Linked DNA regions of Sus scrofa: all the other regions are linked to region 3. The links are chromatin contacts, called in public HiChIP or PLAC-seq maps. All regions are on one chromosome and are shown on one strand. The core of a region is the stretch at or near the end of the contact, and the rest is flanking DNA. Distances in the headings are between cores, read along the strand shown.

Evidence for each region. HiChIP or PLAC-seq counts read pairs in DNA pulled down with a chosen protein or histone mark.
Region 1: an H3K27ac HiChIP or PLAC-seq map of alveolar macrophages shows a contact between it and region 3. The contact joins two enhancer-like sites. A contact is called at or near these places in 11 of 47 Hi-C or Micro-C datasets (adipocytes, alveolar macrophages, embryonic fibroblasts and 6 more) and 1 of 2 datasets of contacts at active chromatin or transcription factors (alveolar macrophages).
Region 2: a contact with region 3 is called in an H3K27ac HiChIP or PLAC-seq map of alveolar macrophages. The contact joins two enhancer-like sites. A contact is called at or near these places in 1 of 47 Hi-C or Micro-C datasets (skeletal muscle) and 2 of 2 datasets of contacts at active chromatin or transcription factors (alveolar macrophages and skeletal muscle).

The regions. Positions count from the first base shown.
Region 1 is chr5:93,378,894-93,383,482 of Sscrofa11.1, reverse strand. LOC110260804 (a long non-coding RNA gene) reads left to right here. Exons shown (of 3, transcript XR_002344275.1): 1 at 1-333; 2 at 935-1,102. Among named protein-coding and RNA genes, the nearest start is that of DUSP6, 78 kb to the right of the region's middle. Within about 2 kb of position 2,707, at least 30 of the 83 cell types and tissues checked have an H3K27ac peak or open chromatin away from gene starts, as enhancers often do. A contact at or near this core is called in alveolar macrophages, liver, omental adipose tissue and 1 more, where this site is marked.
Region 2 is chr5:93,424,276-93,428,847 of Sscrofa11.1, reverse strand. No RefSeq gene overlaps it. Among named protein-coding and RNA genes, the nearest start is that of DUSP6, 120 kb to the right of the region's middle. Within about 2 kb of position 2,142, at least 16 of the 83 cell types and tissues checked have an H3K27ac peak or open chromatin away from gene starts, as enhancers often do. A contact at or near this core is called in alveolar macrophages, where this site is marked.
Region 3 is chr5:93,182,072-93,186,403 of Sscrofa11.1, reverse strand. All of the region lies in intron 9 of POC1B (POC1 centriolar protein homolog B), which reads right to left. Among named protein-coding and RNA genes, the nearest start is that of GALNT4, 51 kb to the right of the region's middle. Within about 2 kb of position 2,198, at least 18 of the 83 cell types and tissues checked have an H3K27ac peak or open chromatin away from gene starts, as enhancers often do. A contact at or near this core is called in alveolar macrophages, liver, omental adipose tissue and 1 more, where this site is marked.

The sequences.
Region 1 (4,589 bases), core at 1,458-3,957, 200 kb before region 3:
GGGAAACAGCATCTTGTTTGAAACGTGCTCCTTGGTGCACACAGGCTCACGCAAGGACCGTGGCTGTCACCCACATGATTCGCACTGCCATTAATGCGCATTGATAAAGTGTTGATAAAGCCACAGCCACCACATTCCACCTTTCAGTGAATCTGCATTCCTGCACATTGTTTAGAAACCATCGTGGGGATAGCACAGCGATTTCTGCAGCAAATAACACGGATCCTCATCCACGACAGACTTGCATAATCGTTTGCATAGACCCCGTGAGCCGAAGCATTTGGAGAAATATTGTTTAGTCCAGCAACGTGGTAACAGTCACTGCATAAATCAGTGAGTGAGTGGTTGTGAGGTTTTGGAGGTAGAAGTAAGCAGAAGAGACCCATGGCCTCTTTTTAGAAGAAATTACCTGAATTCAATCAGAAGTCATTGCAGTGACCCAAATGAACCCACTTCTTGCTCAGGCCTGCTACATTAACCACATTACTTTTTGGCCCTAGCAGCAAGGCTGGTTAGGGCCTAACTTAAATCCCTTCCACATTGTAATTCTCTGCGAAGTGGAATAAATAGCACATGGGCTCCGTCACCTGCTAAACATATGTCATGGGGTGTAAATTCATTTATTTGAACCTTAATATTAAAGGAGTTTCTTGATTTTAAATCATCCGATACCAAAGTATGACTTCAATCCAAAGCAGACATGCCCTGGAGAGTTAAGAGACCTTTTCAAAGACAAAGGAGGCTTCTAACCTGCTCACAATTAGCCATTACATGCTACTAGGGGTTGTTTAATTGGGACTGCCACTCTCAATTAACCAGCGACAAGTGAATAGAAGAATGAGTAATCAGAATTAGGTACACATGTTACCAATTATGTCCATTAGGGAGCGTAATGAAATTGCATGTTTTGCTTTGCTTTTCCTTTCTTCTCTAGCTCCAAGAAGTTATATGAAAAAAAGTAGTGACGGGACCGAGCTCAAGCATAAACTTTTTCCTTCTAAGTGTAAGAAAACCACGTACATCGAAGCTCCTGCAGTTCTTCATCATTTGCTCGGCAGTGGAGCTGATCAGAATTCCCTCCGATGCTCTTCAAGATGTCCAGGTGAGGCTCTTTGTGATTCAGACATATGGCTCTTTTTTTTTTTCAGATTTGTGATTTCTTGATCTAGATAATGGCCCCAGCTTTTCCAACAACTTTCTAACTGAAGGAGTATCACTTACGGTATTAATCAGGGTAATTAATGCTCGCTGCTATGATAGCAAACCCCAAATCTCAATGGCTTAACCCAGGAAAAATGTGTTTCTGCCTCAGATCGCTGTCTCATAGCTGTGCCATCTGGAACGCTGAGGGAAAAAAGAACTGAAGGAAGCAGGCCATCTCTTAAGGTCTTAGTGCAAACATGACACACATGGCACTTCTTCTCACTTTTCATTGGCCACAACTATTCATATAGCTCTAAGCTTAACTGCAAGGGAGCCTGGGAAAAGCAAAGGAGTACATTAATACTTGGTGAGTTCTTACAGCCTCTGACACACCCACCATATTTTTATCTGACTCATCATCTGTAATTCTAGGATACCACCTGCCTCCTCCAGACCACACAGAAAGAACAGATGTTTAGAAAGCACTGGGTCACCCATTAAGTGCTGAGCAGCTCTGGAACAGACAGCTTCCTCTCCCAAACTGTTACTTATACCTAGCTTTTTGCAAAGATTAGATTCCTGAAATTTTGGAAGGGAGCTCATCTGCATAAATCAAATTAGGTTTGGAGGTGTTCCTTTTTAAGTAGCTAGAAATTCACTGTGTGAAACGAGCTATTGTGATCTCTGGCTTCTGAGTCAGATACACACACATAGGTGTTATGGCAAAAGAAAACAGCAATTAGCAGATTGTCCTCATGTTTGCAGTTATAAAGGTTGGATGTTTGTTTGTATAAGTAATATTGTGTGATCCGCTGTTTTCAAAAATGGGGAAAATACCCAAAAAGGAGGCATCTGCTTGACTATTTACAGACACAGACATCATTTCAACATTATACCTTCACACACACACACATACACACACACACACACACACACACACACACACACACAAAGGTGGCTTCCCCATCAAAAAGGAAAAAATAAGGAAATACTATAGATCTTTAAGCTCTTCAAAGAGAAAATGGAAATTTCTGCTAAAGTAATGCCGATTTCAACTAGATATTTGAAAAAGTCCCCAAATATTTAGGCTAGCTTAGAGCCTTTCCCACAGGGAAACTGAGATAGTATATGAACTTGTTGATTGAGGAAGGTTTAGGGTTCTGGAAAGAAGAGCTAATGAGGTACTTAGGAAGGTCGTAATTTCATTTAACAATGGGACTTAGGCTTTGTCATTGTTCACATGCATGGATCTGCTTATTCAAAGTAAAACGAAATCCTAATCAATAAAGAGGTATTGCCCTTCGGTGCAGAGCCCTCATTCAGTCCAAACTGTGATCTTAATTATTGCGCAAGACAGTTTCCTTGAACAGACCTCTGAGTGATAACTAAATAAAGCTTCTATGTAAACCATGCCTCTTAACCTTTCACCCCAGGGCCTATGCCTGAATCCCTTCTTTATTAACCTGGTAGCTCTCTCACCACAGCTATCTCTCAGGTAGTCCCAGCCTTTTGGAATAATCAGTCACCTTAGAGAAAGCAGGAAGTGTTTGCTCAGCCAACGTGGTAGTCTTTGGCTATTTCACCCTCCCCAGGGGATCTTGGCCTCTGTACAGCTATAGCTATGACGAGGCTCTCTGCAATAATTCCAAGGGTTGGACTCTAAATGCTGAAAACCCTTTCATAATTGTACACATAAAACCTGGCAAATAAACTGCCTTTTTAAGTGTAATGGAGTTATTTCTGATCCATTCACCAGGAAGCTGTATGTTACACATTAACTGCCATAGCACTATGGCTTATAGCCATTGGCTCCCTCGGAATCTTCAGTCCAGTACTTTAAAAAAAAAATAAAAAGATTTCTAGACTGTTAAGCTGCGGAGAATATGATTATTCATACGAGAAGAGTTGAGATTTTCTAAGAGTCTTTTTCTCCTGTATTTTCTTTAGAATATGTACATGCTCGTAGACTCTTATCTCACACTCACAGAAAGCTTACAAAGTTCATCTCCAATGGAAAACAGGTCAATAACCCTTCTATAGATAAAGATTTCAAACGGTGAGCAATTATCTGATGAATGTACTTCAATTGCTAATTAAGAATAATTTAATATGCAGAAGTCAGGAGTTTATCTTGCCCACATCACAAAGCCAAGTATCCGTAACTACATAGTTAGGGATATCATGTGTTGATTAAAGTTTATTACAAACAAATGAATCAACAGGAAGATACTGAGATTTTACCACTTACTTAAGGCCACTGAGTTCATAAGTCACAGATATTTAGAGCAGACGTGATCTTGAGGGAGTCTCTAAAAACAACTTCACTTTACAGATGAAAGAGGGGCTTGGGAAAAGAGCAAAATCCAGGCTGGGCTCCTCCAGTCTGATTATACCTGACTCTCCTCCTGCATCCCCCCATTTTCCGGCTTCGCATCCGTAGCAGAGGGTGGTTCTCCGTCTCTGCTTTGGGAAACTGGTAACTAACAAGTTGTCTGAGTGATAAGCATTCATAAGCACGCCTGAAGGAAGCAAGGGCTGTTGGTTTCAAAATAACCAACTGTTATTCATAAGTGTGGAATGACAACTTTTTGCTCATCTGTTGAAATTTAGCTGCCTTAAAATAACAAATATTTTCCACTTGTCCCTAACTCATTCTTGTTAACAGAGACAAATGACTCATTGAGAAATGACTTTTGACAGCTTCCAATTGCCTGGTGGATTTTTATAACTGCATTTTACTGGGTCAAGGAGCAGCCATGTGTAACTCTTTGGGGCCATTATTGGGTATAAACTCTGTGGCAACCGCACTTGCCACATTATTCATTTAATCATTTCAAGGCGAATGCCAGGGAGACCAAAGTTAACAATACTCATAGACAGAATGCCTCGTCACAAGTGGGAAAGAGAATTGTCTGCCCTGTCTCCAAGAAGAACCACGTAAGAGAACATGTAGGTGGACTGGATCAAATCCCTTACCGAAACCACAGCTTAATCCTGAGAGCATAACCTACTGACAAGGAGCCCCTTGCACTTTTATTTCTATTTACAAAAGCTACATATATGCTTCTACAGAATCATACAAAATGGCATCCTCTGAGCCATAGATTCTGGAGCTCTAACATATTATTTCTTTTCTTTCTTTTTTTTTTTTTTTTTGTCTTTTTGCCATTTCTTGGGCGGCTCCCATGGCATATGGAGGTTCCCAGGCTAGGGGTCGAATCAGAGCTGTAGCCGCCAGCCTACACCACAGCTCACGGCAACGCCGGATCCTTAATCCACTGAGCAAGGCCAGGGATTGAACCCGCAACCTCATGGTTCCTAGTCAGATTCGTCAACCACGGAGCCACGACGGGAACTCCTCTAATGTATTATTTCACAGGTGAGGAAAGAGATCAAGAAGTATTCTATGAAGATCATAGAAATGGTTAACAACAGAACTCAAGTGA
Region 2 (4,572 bases), core at 893-3,392, 240 kb before region 3:
ATATTTTGAAAATAACAATGATAAATACACTTAATTCATTTAAGGTTTTAGGATATAATGTTTAGAGGTTCTGAAAATTTCAATTAAAGTTCCCACTTAAGTTATTATGAAAAGAAGTCTTTGACTTTTCCACAATTAGAAATACCCACTGGGTGTAATGCTTAGAGCACTAGGACAATGAAGTCCCGGAGGACAGGGCCATGTCTGTTCTGTTTCTGGCTCCACCCTTAACAAGGGTAGTGCTGGCTCTCTTTGTGTTTAACCAACAGTTGTTGAATGAATGAATCATCATGTACCTGTACTCGTACAAAGAGATCCTATCCATTCACTAAGAATGGCTTCCATTTGTTAAGTTATCCTGAACTAACTGAACAAATATTTGTGGAGGGCTTCTATGTACCAGGGTCTGTTCGAGGCACTAGGGATACAGCTCTGAATAAAACAGACAAAAAAGAAGTCCTTGTCCCACTAGTGCTTACCTTCTAGCAGGGGGAGACGACCAGTCAATGCTATAAGCAAGTAAAATACAGGGAGGGTTAGTTGGTGGTACATATGTAGTAGAAAACTAAATAGGGAAGGCAGACAAAGAGTGTCAGGTGGTGGGGAGAACTTTCTGGAGTGTTTAAGGCACAGCAAGGGGGAGGCCAGTGAAGCTGCAACAAGTCTGGTATTAGGTCATTTGGTCTCCGAATATGTCTAAGTGACAGATAAGGTGATCATTCCTGGCTGTACCTGTTCATGCACTCATGTCAGATGGCACCTGGGGAATCCCGGAGAGTCTTACAATGGAGCTTGCAAAGAACTGACCACATTAAAAGTTTGATTGTAGGGCAATAGCATGCATATTACAGAACTTTTCCCATCATCCAGGCCTCTGATTATTAAAAAAAAAAAAAAAATAGTGTGGTGCTAGTGAAAACTGGGACTTAGGATAAGAAAAAACAAAATCCTGCTTCTCTTTAATATGGGAACACTAAGATTTGTTGGCCTCGGGATCCCAAATTTCGTATTTGATTATGGCTAATTTTCACTTTTGTCTATAACTCATAAAGAAAGTCACTGTTTGAGAGACAGAAAATAGAACCATGAGTTATATTAGAGTCTCAGGCCTGCATTTACTACCACTCAGATGTGGGTTTTAGGAAGTGGCTGACAACCATGTTATCCCTGTGGACAATTTGTCTATCCTATGGCTTGACACAGCAAATTCAACCCCAGGCAATGGATTAAGAGGGAGAAGAGAGGAGAAAATCGCCGTTGATGGGACACTTTGAGCACTGTGCCTATTGCCCTGGTACTGTGGGACTCTGCCAAGGTCCCTAGATGGAGAGAAACAAACTCTCTGCTACCAAAACTATTATCTCAGAGTTCGGTCAAAATACAACACAAAAGGCAAGAGACAGCAGATATGAAGAGACTGCGTTCAACCCTTCCACCTTTTATAGTGCCTCAAACCATGACAGTGGAATTGTGGTTATAAAACCCCCTTCATTTCTTTAAAATGCCCTCATGTTCCATCCCCAGGTTCCAATGCCTGAGTGCCAAAAACTTAGGAAGAACAAGATTAGAACACAATTAGCAGGTGAACTTTAATACAAAAACTTGAAGTAATTGGCTCCAACTGAACCACACAAGCGACTTTAGAAAGAATAAGTCAACTACTCATTGCCTTAATTCCTGCACACAGGAGATTAAAATTAAAGCATATCTGCTTACACCTAATGATCTTTTAAAAATCAACTTTGCATTTTCCCTGTGTATTTGCCTGAAAAGTTTCAGGCACACTGGACAGAACTGAGTCCTGACTAGACGTCTAAGTTACCCAAATAAAGAGCTCTGTATGGTGGCTTCTCGCATTCTTACAACAATATCATGTAACAGCTCTCTCCTTAAAACATCTTCTCAGGCTACTGCCTGAGTCATAGGTAAAAACACCAGCATAGTCCCCAGGCCGGCTCTGAGGCAACTTCTTTAGAACAGGATGTGCTTCTTCCTTGAGGTGACAGGTTGCATACTGCAAGTTTTTTCATCTCTATTGAAAACATCTCATTTGCTGCCAAACTATATGTAAGGGAAAGAAGCAGGGCCTGCCCTCAGAGGCTCCTTGGAGACTGAAACCAGAGAATAGCCGGACATACACGCAGTATGAAAAGTCTAAATTAAACAATGGCTTTACAAGAGCACCTTCCCATGTGACTTTGAATCAGAGTAAAGGGAAGTTCACAAAAATCAAAGCAGTAAAAGGGATCTTTATTTGGAAAGTACTCATTAACTCAGCAAAGCCAAGCTTTAAGAATTAGATCTGTGAGGAAAATCCTCCTGGCAATGAAACCAGAGCTTTGATTTCTTCTGGCTCATAAAATAAATAATAATATCGACTTACAGTTCTCCATTACCTTTCAGTTTACAAAGTGCTCTCCCATACATTATTTTATCTTCACAACATTCCTGTGAGGTATTGAGGCCTGATCAGTCCCTTTCATGGGTTAGGAAATTGAGGCTCGGTGGGCAGACAGGATTTCCTCAAGGTCACAGAGTTATTAAGAAGCAGAGCCCAAGCTGAAATGTTGGTCTCCAGACTCCCACTTGGGAGCTCTTGTTCTGTTGCCTCTCCAAAGTTAGGAAGCCATAAATCTAGAGTACCGTATCTAATTATATGTTAATTGGGGGAAATTCTAAAAGGCCACTGGTTACCCAATAGCTTGAAGGAAAAAAAAAAAAAAAAAAAAGACCAGACTTGGAGAACAGCCCACTTGCAAACAGCTTTATGTATATTCCCTCTGATAAAGCTTGAATCCAAGATACATTTCAAGGTCAAACAAAATTAAAATAAACTTTACTTTTGAACTTCATAATTATGATATCAAAGACTGAAATGACTGCATTTATTAGAAGCTCTGCTGGTGGGGGAAAAAACTAAAAGAGAAGGAAAATTTCCTGACTAACTTATAAACATGAACTAAGTTTTTTTTTTTTTTGGTCTTTTTTTGTCTTTGTTGTTGTTGTTGCTGTTGTTGCTATTTCTTGGGCCGCTCCCGCGGCATATGGAGGTTCCCAGGCTAGGGGTCAAATTGGAGCTGTAGCCGCCAGCCTACGCCAGAGCCACAGCAACGCAAGATCCGAGCCGCGTCTGCAACCTACACCACAGCTCACGGCAACGCCAGATCGTTAACCCACTGAGCAAGGGCAGGGACTGAACCCGCAACCTCATGGTTCCTAGTCGGATTCATTAACCACTGCGCCACAACAGGAACTCCATCATGAACTAAGTTTTGTGAGGTTCCCTCACAACTGAATTAAACACTCTGACTTGATGGTGAAAATATCTGAAACTTACTCTTCACACATGGGGTTGGGTTTTCTTTTTCTTTTTTTTTTTTTTTAACATATGTGAGACAGCATAAAGCAGAGAACTGTGGTGGAAGGGCAATGGTTTGGGGGCCAGCGAGGCTAGACTTTGAATCCTGGCTCTGGCTGAGTGGCCTGACCCATCTATTTAACTACTGAGGGCTTTGTCTATAAAATGGAAGCAAAAGTATTCTTGTTTGGTGGCTTAGTCACCTTGGGCTATGCTATGACAGAACACCGCAAACTGAATGGCCTAAACAGCAGGCATTTATCTTCTCCCAGTTCTGGAGGCTGGGAAGTCTAAGATCAAGGTGCCAGCAGGATTGGTTCATAGTGAGGACCCATCTTTGTAGATGGTCACTTCCTGGTTGTGTGCTCACACAGACTTTCGCTGGCATGTGTGCACAGAGAGAGGAAGGACGTGAGCTCCCTCGTGTCCCTTCTTATGAGGGCACTTGTTTTATCATGGGATTCCACCCTCATAATCTCATCTAAACCTATTTGCCTTGCAAATATCCTACCTTCTAAAACCATCACATTTGGAGACAACAGTCATTCAGTCCATAGTACTTGATTCCCACCCTAGAATTAAAGCAGACTGGAAAAATAAGGCATTTAGAGAGAAGCAGCATTTTTAATTAAGTACAGGCACAAAATAATGAAAACCACCAAAGCCCAGAACTCCTGGGTCACTTATGGTCACAATCTATCGGGGGAGCCTTTCGAAGCAAATAAGAACAAGGACAAAGATGCTAGGAGAGAATGCTGTCCTTAAGATCCCAATCTTGGCTGGCTGCTCATTTTCAAAGAATCCACCCTGTTTGCACCAAATGACACCCACCACCTAAACTGATGTGTAAACAGCCTCCCTGAGGAGAAAGCATCCATAATTTAGCTGAGCAAATCAGATTCTCTGGCCAGGGAATGAAGCATTAGGCTTAACAACTGAGAGTGAGATGACTCTGCTGGGTAGAGGTGGAGAGCCATATTGCAGATACAGAACCAAAGTCAGACTTGGACCCTTTTAAGCAAAACCCACATGACCTATCATTGCCAAGGGGAAGAGGGAGGGAGTGGGATGGATTGGGAGCTTGGGGTTCACAGATGCAGACTCTTGCTTTTGGAATGGATTAGCAATGAGATCCTGCTGTGTTGCACTGGGAACTATGTCTAGTCACTTATGATGGAGCATGATAACGTGAGGAAAAAGAATGTATACATGTA
Region 3 (4,332 bases), core at 949-3,448:
AAATGTAGGAAAATATCTTTCTGGCTTAGGGTAGAGAAAGACGTCTTAAACAAAAGCTTCGAAAAGGAAAACCATAAGGCAAAAAAAAAAAAAAAATTGATCCATCTGATTACATTAAAATTAAGGATTTCTGTTTAACAATGGAAACCACAAAGTTAACAATCAGATAATGGAACAGGAAGAGATTCTACGTCTAAAACTGAAAAAGGACAAATAGCTACAATATATATAAGAAAAACCTACTAATCAACGTGCAAAGAATGGCAATCCCAAGTAAAAATTATAATCTAAGAGTTATCTAGACTATGGAGAGATTTTCAGAAACATTAGCAGTAATTAGAAAAGGAAAGATTAAAGCAAAATGCTACTTAATACCCATTAGATTGCAAAAGCTAAAAAGCTTAGTGATGCTGACACTGTTTATAGCAACAAAGTTTGTAATGGCAAAAATGAACACAAATCACAGTCAGAAATCCCTAAATGTTCATCAAGAGTAGAAGAGATTCACAAATCACGAGAATTACTACTGTAGTAAATTCACTGGGATCCTATACAGCAGTGAAAATGAATGAAATTCATATGAATCTCAGGATTTTAGTGTTAAGTGAAAAAGCAGGCTATAGAAAAATATATGCAGTATGATTCTATTTATATAAAGTTTAAGGGAATTCCCATCGTGGCACAGTGGAAATGAATCCGACTTGGAACCATGAGGTTGTGGGTTCAATCCCTGACCTTGCTCAGAGGGTTAAGGATCCGGCGTTGCTGTGAGCTGTGGTGTAGGTCGCAGATGCGGCTCAGATCCTGCGTTACTGTGGCTCTGGTGTAGGCTGGCAGCTACAGCTCCAAATAGACCCCTAGCCTGGGAACCTCCATATGCCATGGGTGCGGCTCTAAAAACAGAAGGAAAAAAAATTTTTTCAAATAAAGTTTAAAATTATCCAAAATGAAAAAATATCTAATCACTGATTTAAACATTTATAGTAAAATTAAAAAGAAAAGCAAGGGAATAACCAACTAGGGTAGCCACTGACTCTGAGGGTGGTTATTTCAGAATTCAGAGAGAAAAAAAAAAAAAAGAGAGAGAGAGAAAGAAAGAAATCACATGATCACTAATTATTTATTGAACATTATGAATACAAAGACGTAAACAAGGGCAGCTTAAGGAGTGGAACTTGGTATCAAATAAATGGTGCCAAAAGCAAGTGCCCTGGTGAACCTCAAAGGAGAAACTGTTGACTGAACACTTGGTGAGAAAGGCTTCCCATGGAGGAAACGGAGCCTGAGAGAGTTCCTTTTAAAAAGGTTTAGAAAACAAAGAGAGAGACAGAGATGAGGGTACGTGCAGCTCGGGGCATAGAGGCAGAACGCGGACACGATACTTGTGCACTGGGCAGCAGCAAGAGTGGTTGGCGAGGGTCAAATCGTGGGGGTGACGGAACGTGGGAAGGCCCAGAAACACTGGAGGCGCGAATGTGCTCTAAGAAGATTACTCTGACAGGGGCAAGCAGGGTGTCAAGAATAAAGCAGGGAGAACAGTGAGGACAACACTGCAACAGTCAGGGACTGTGGTAAGAAGGGCTGAGCTGATGGTAAGAGGAGTGGAATGATTTAAACAGCACTTATCAGGAGTTCCCCTGTGGCTCAGCTATAATGAATCCGACTAGGATCTATGAGGATGAGGGTTCGATCCCTGGCCTCGCTCAGTGGGTTAAGGATCCGGCGTTGCCTCAAGCTGGGGTGTAGGTTGCAGACGTGGCTCGAATCCTGCATTGCTGTGGCTGTGGTGTAGGCTGGCAGCTGTGGCTCCAGTTCAACCCCTAGCCTGGGAACCTCCATATGCTGTGAGTATAGCCCCCAAAAGCAAAACAAACAAACAGGTAGATAGATAGCACTTATCAAGTTTGATGAGTAGAGCTCTAGCTTTGGAAATATTAAGCGTTTCTTATATTTATCCAGCCAGTTGTGTACGAGGGAGAGATGTACACACCCAATAATTGCCACCCTGCAGTAAAAGAAGGAATCAGAACCATGCAGGACTATCTGCCCAGCCTGCCAGCACTTATGTTTCTGGCTGCTCCTTGAGCTGAACGCACAGCCACCTTCCTATCAGCTCTGAATCCAGAGTTGAGGCAAAGGTGAAACCTGAGGCCGACTCACTTTTCCTTTGAATCTTGAGCTAGATGGCCAGAGGCTTGTTATTCTCTTTTCTCTACTGCCACCTAGTGTAGACATGAAAGGGTTTCCCAATGAGAAAGAGAATCTGGTTTTGCCATCTGAAACGGCAGCTGCTCCAAAAGAATCTAAGTCACATGGAAATGGTCAGCATCTCTCATAGAGAAATCCTTGAGCTTCGATATCTTGCCGAATTGTGGCAGCTGCTGCCACGTGCGTTAAGATGAAGCAGGAAATTACTACTAAGTAAAAGCGTACGGTCTTCTCCATAATGAGCAGGTGCTGAGGTAGTGACACGTGCACTAAAGTTCTCTGCAGGCTGACCTCCGAGAATATGAATAGGACCTTCTAGCTCTCCATTTTGATTAAAGGAAAGAACCCTTCCATAACTACAGGGGCCTTGAAACAGAGGAGGCTGCCTTATGGGGAGCTGAGTTCTCCGTCACCCAGCAAGAGATTCATGCATTCAGGCAAGGGAGGGTGGGGGTACATGACCTCACAGATGCCACCCCGCTCTGAGGTTCTGGAGTGTCCATCACGTCGAGGCGTCCATGAGCTCAAACCCTGCTCCTAACAAATGCTGAAGGACAAGAACCATGCCCATCTTGCGCACTGCGGCATGCTCTAAAGCTAGTACAGGGTCCAACACGTATTATCTGCTAACAAGATGAAATTAAATTTTGATTCTAATGAGGCACTGCATCAAGATCGTTGAAGGTACAGAAGAGAACCAGAGTGAATGGGTTGAAATTCTCATACCGCCACTTTAAGATTTAACTCACATGCGCCTCAGTTTCTCATGGGATGAAAATGGTACTTATGTGACAGAGTTTTTAGGATGATTTAATGACAGTTTATGTAAGGCAATTAGAATAATGATGCATATGTTAGATTATTATTACTGCTATTATTATGATAATGTAATCTCTAAAGAACATTTCTAAGGCCCAAAACAATATAGACATATACCACTGCTAGAACTAAAACACAAAATTGGTAGAAGAGTGGTTATTTTTATCATAAATTATGTTTTCACCTTTATAGAAGGTTGAGATAAAAGCTCAATCTCAGAGTCCAAGACTCAAATGGATCGCTTATAGTTTTTAACCATGAACCATGCCCTGACTACTACAAATTATTATTGTTTATATAATAACTATTTGGTTATGTTAAAGGGAGTTTTCCTTCTTGCTGAATATTGTACAGAATTTCCCATGCAATTTACAGACTAAGGTAATCTCAAGTAGCCATTATAAAATTAGGAGCCATCAAAACAATTACTTTATTAACAAAAGCTTTTTAACTAACCATAACCCCTTCTTACAATATTCTGCAATTCTCCTGGAAGAGCTATTTTAATGCCTTTCCATCATCAAGATCTACCACTATCCCTTAGAATGGCTCTATGGCCTCCCACCAAAATATGCAGAACAGTAGGGCACTGCTGGGAGAAAAGTGACAGACACACACACTAAGTTAGCTCCTCCGGAAGGAAGGAAAGCTGGGTGTTGTCTGGGGGCTGGACTGTGCAGTGTAGCTTGTGACGGTCTGAAGAAGACAAAGTCCGCGTGAACAGGTGACGCTCCCATGCACAATCCAGGCAGGGTTAAGACACTTTGTTTGGAAAGTGGGCGTCTTTCCCACAAGAAAGAACCTGCTCTTAGGTGTTGATTAAGATGGAGTGCCCGGGCCAGGAGCCTTGCAAAGACTTGAGGTTAGATACGCAGAAAGGAGAGGGGTCGGTCTCACAAGGCCGAAAGGACTTGGTGCTTCTCGCCTTCTTCCCCGGGGCCTTCTTCTCTCATTTATTCTAAAAGCAATTGGGCGCTCACCCGTTCTGTCCATGTAGGAACTGGTGATTTATATTTGTACTCAGCTGGTTCCCAAGGTCTAAGACGCCAGAACCTTCCAACAAGCGGCGCCATTAAGGCTGGCAAACAAGTGGCTTTTGTAAAAGGCTGAACATTTTTACCCAGAAGACTGAGATTATGCAATGCAGATGAGCCTCATAGAAAACATAATAAAAGACAAATCATAGGAAGGCTATGTTATCTTCAAACCCAGAAATGAAATACTTGTGGTTACTGTAAAAAGAGTTAAGGTGGCGAAATTAGATCATTTAGACGCCATTTCTTTCCTATCTTCTAGTGATACATT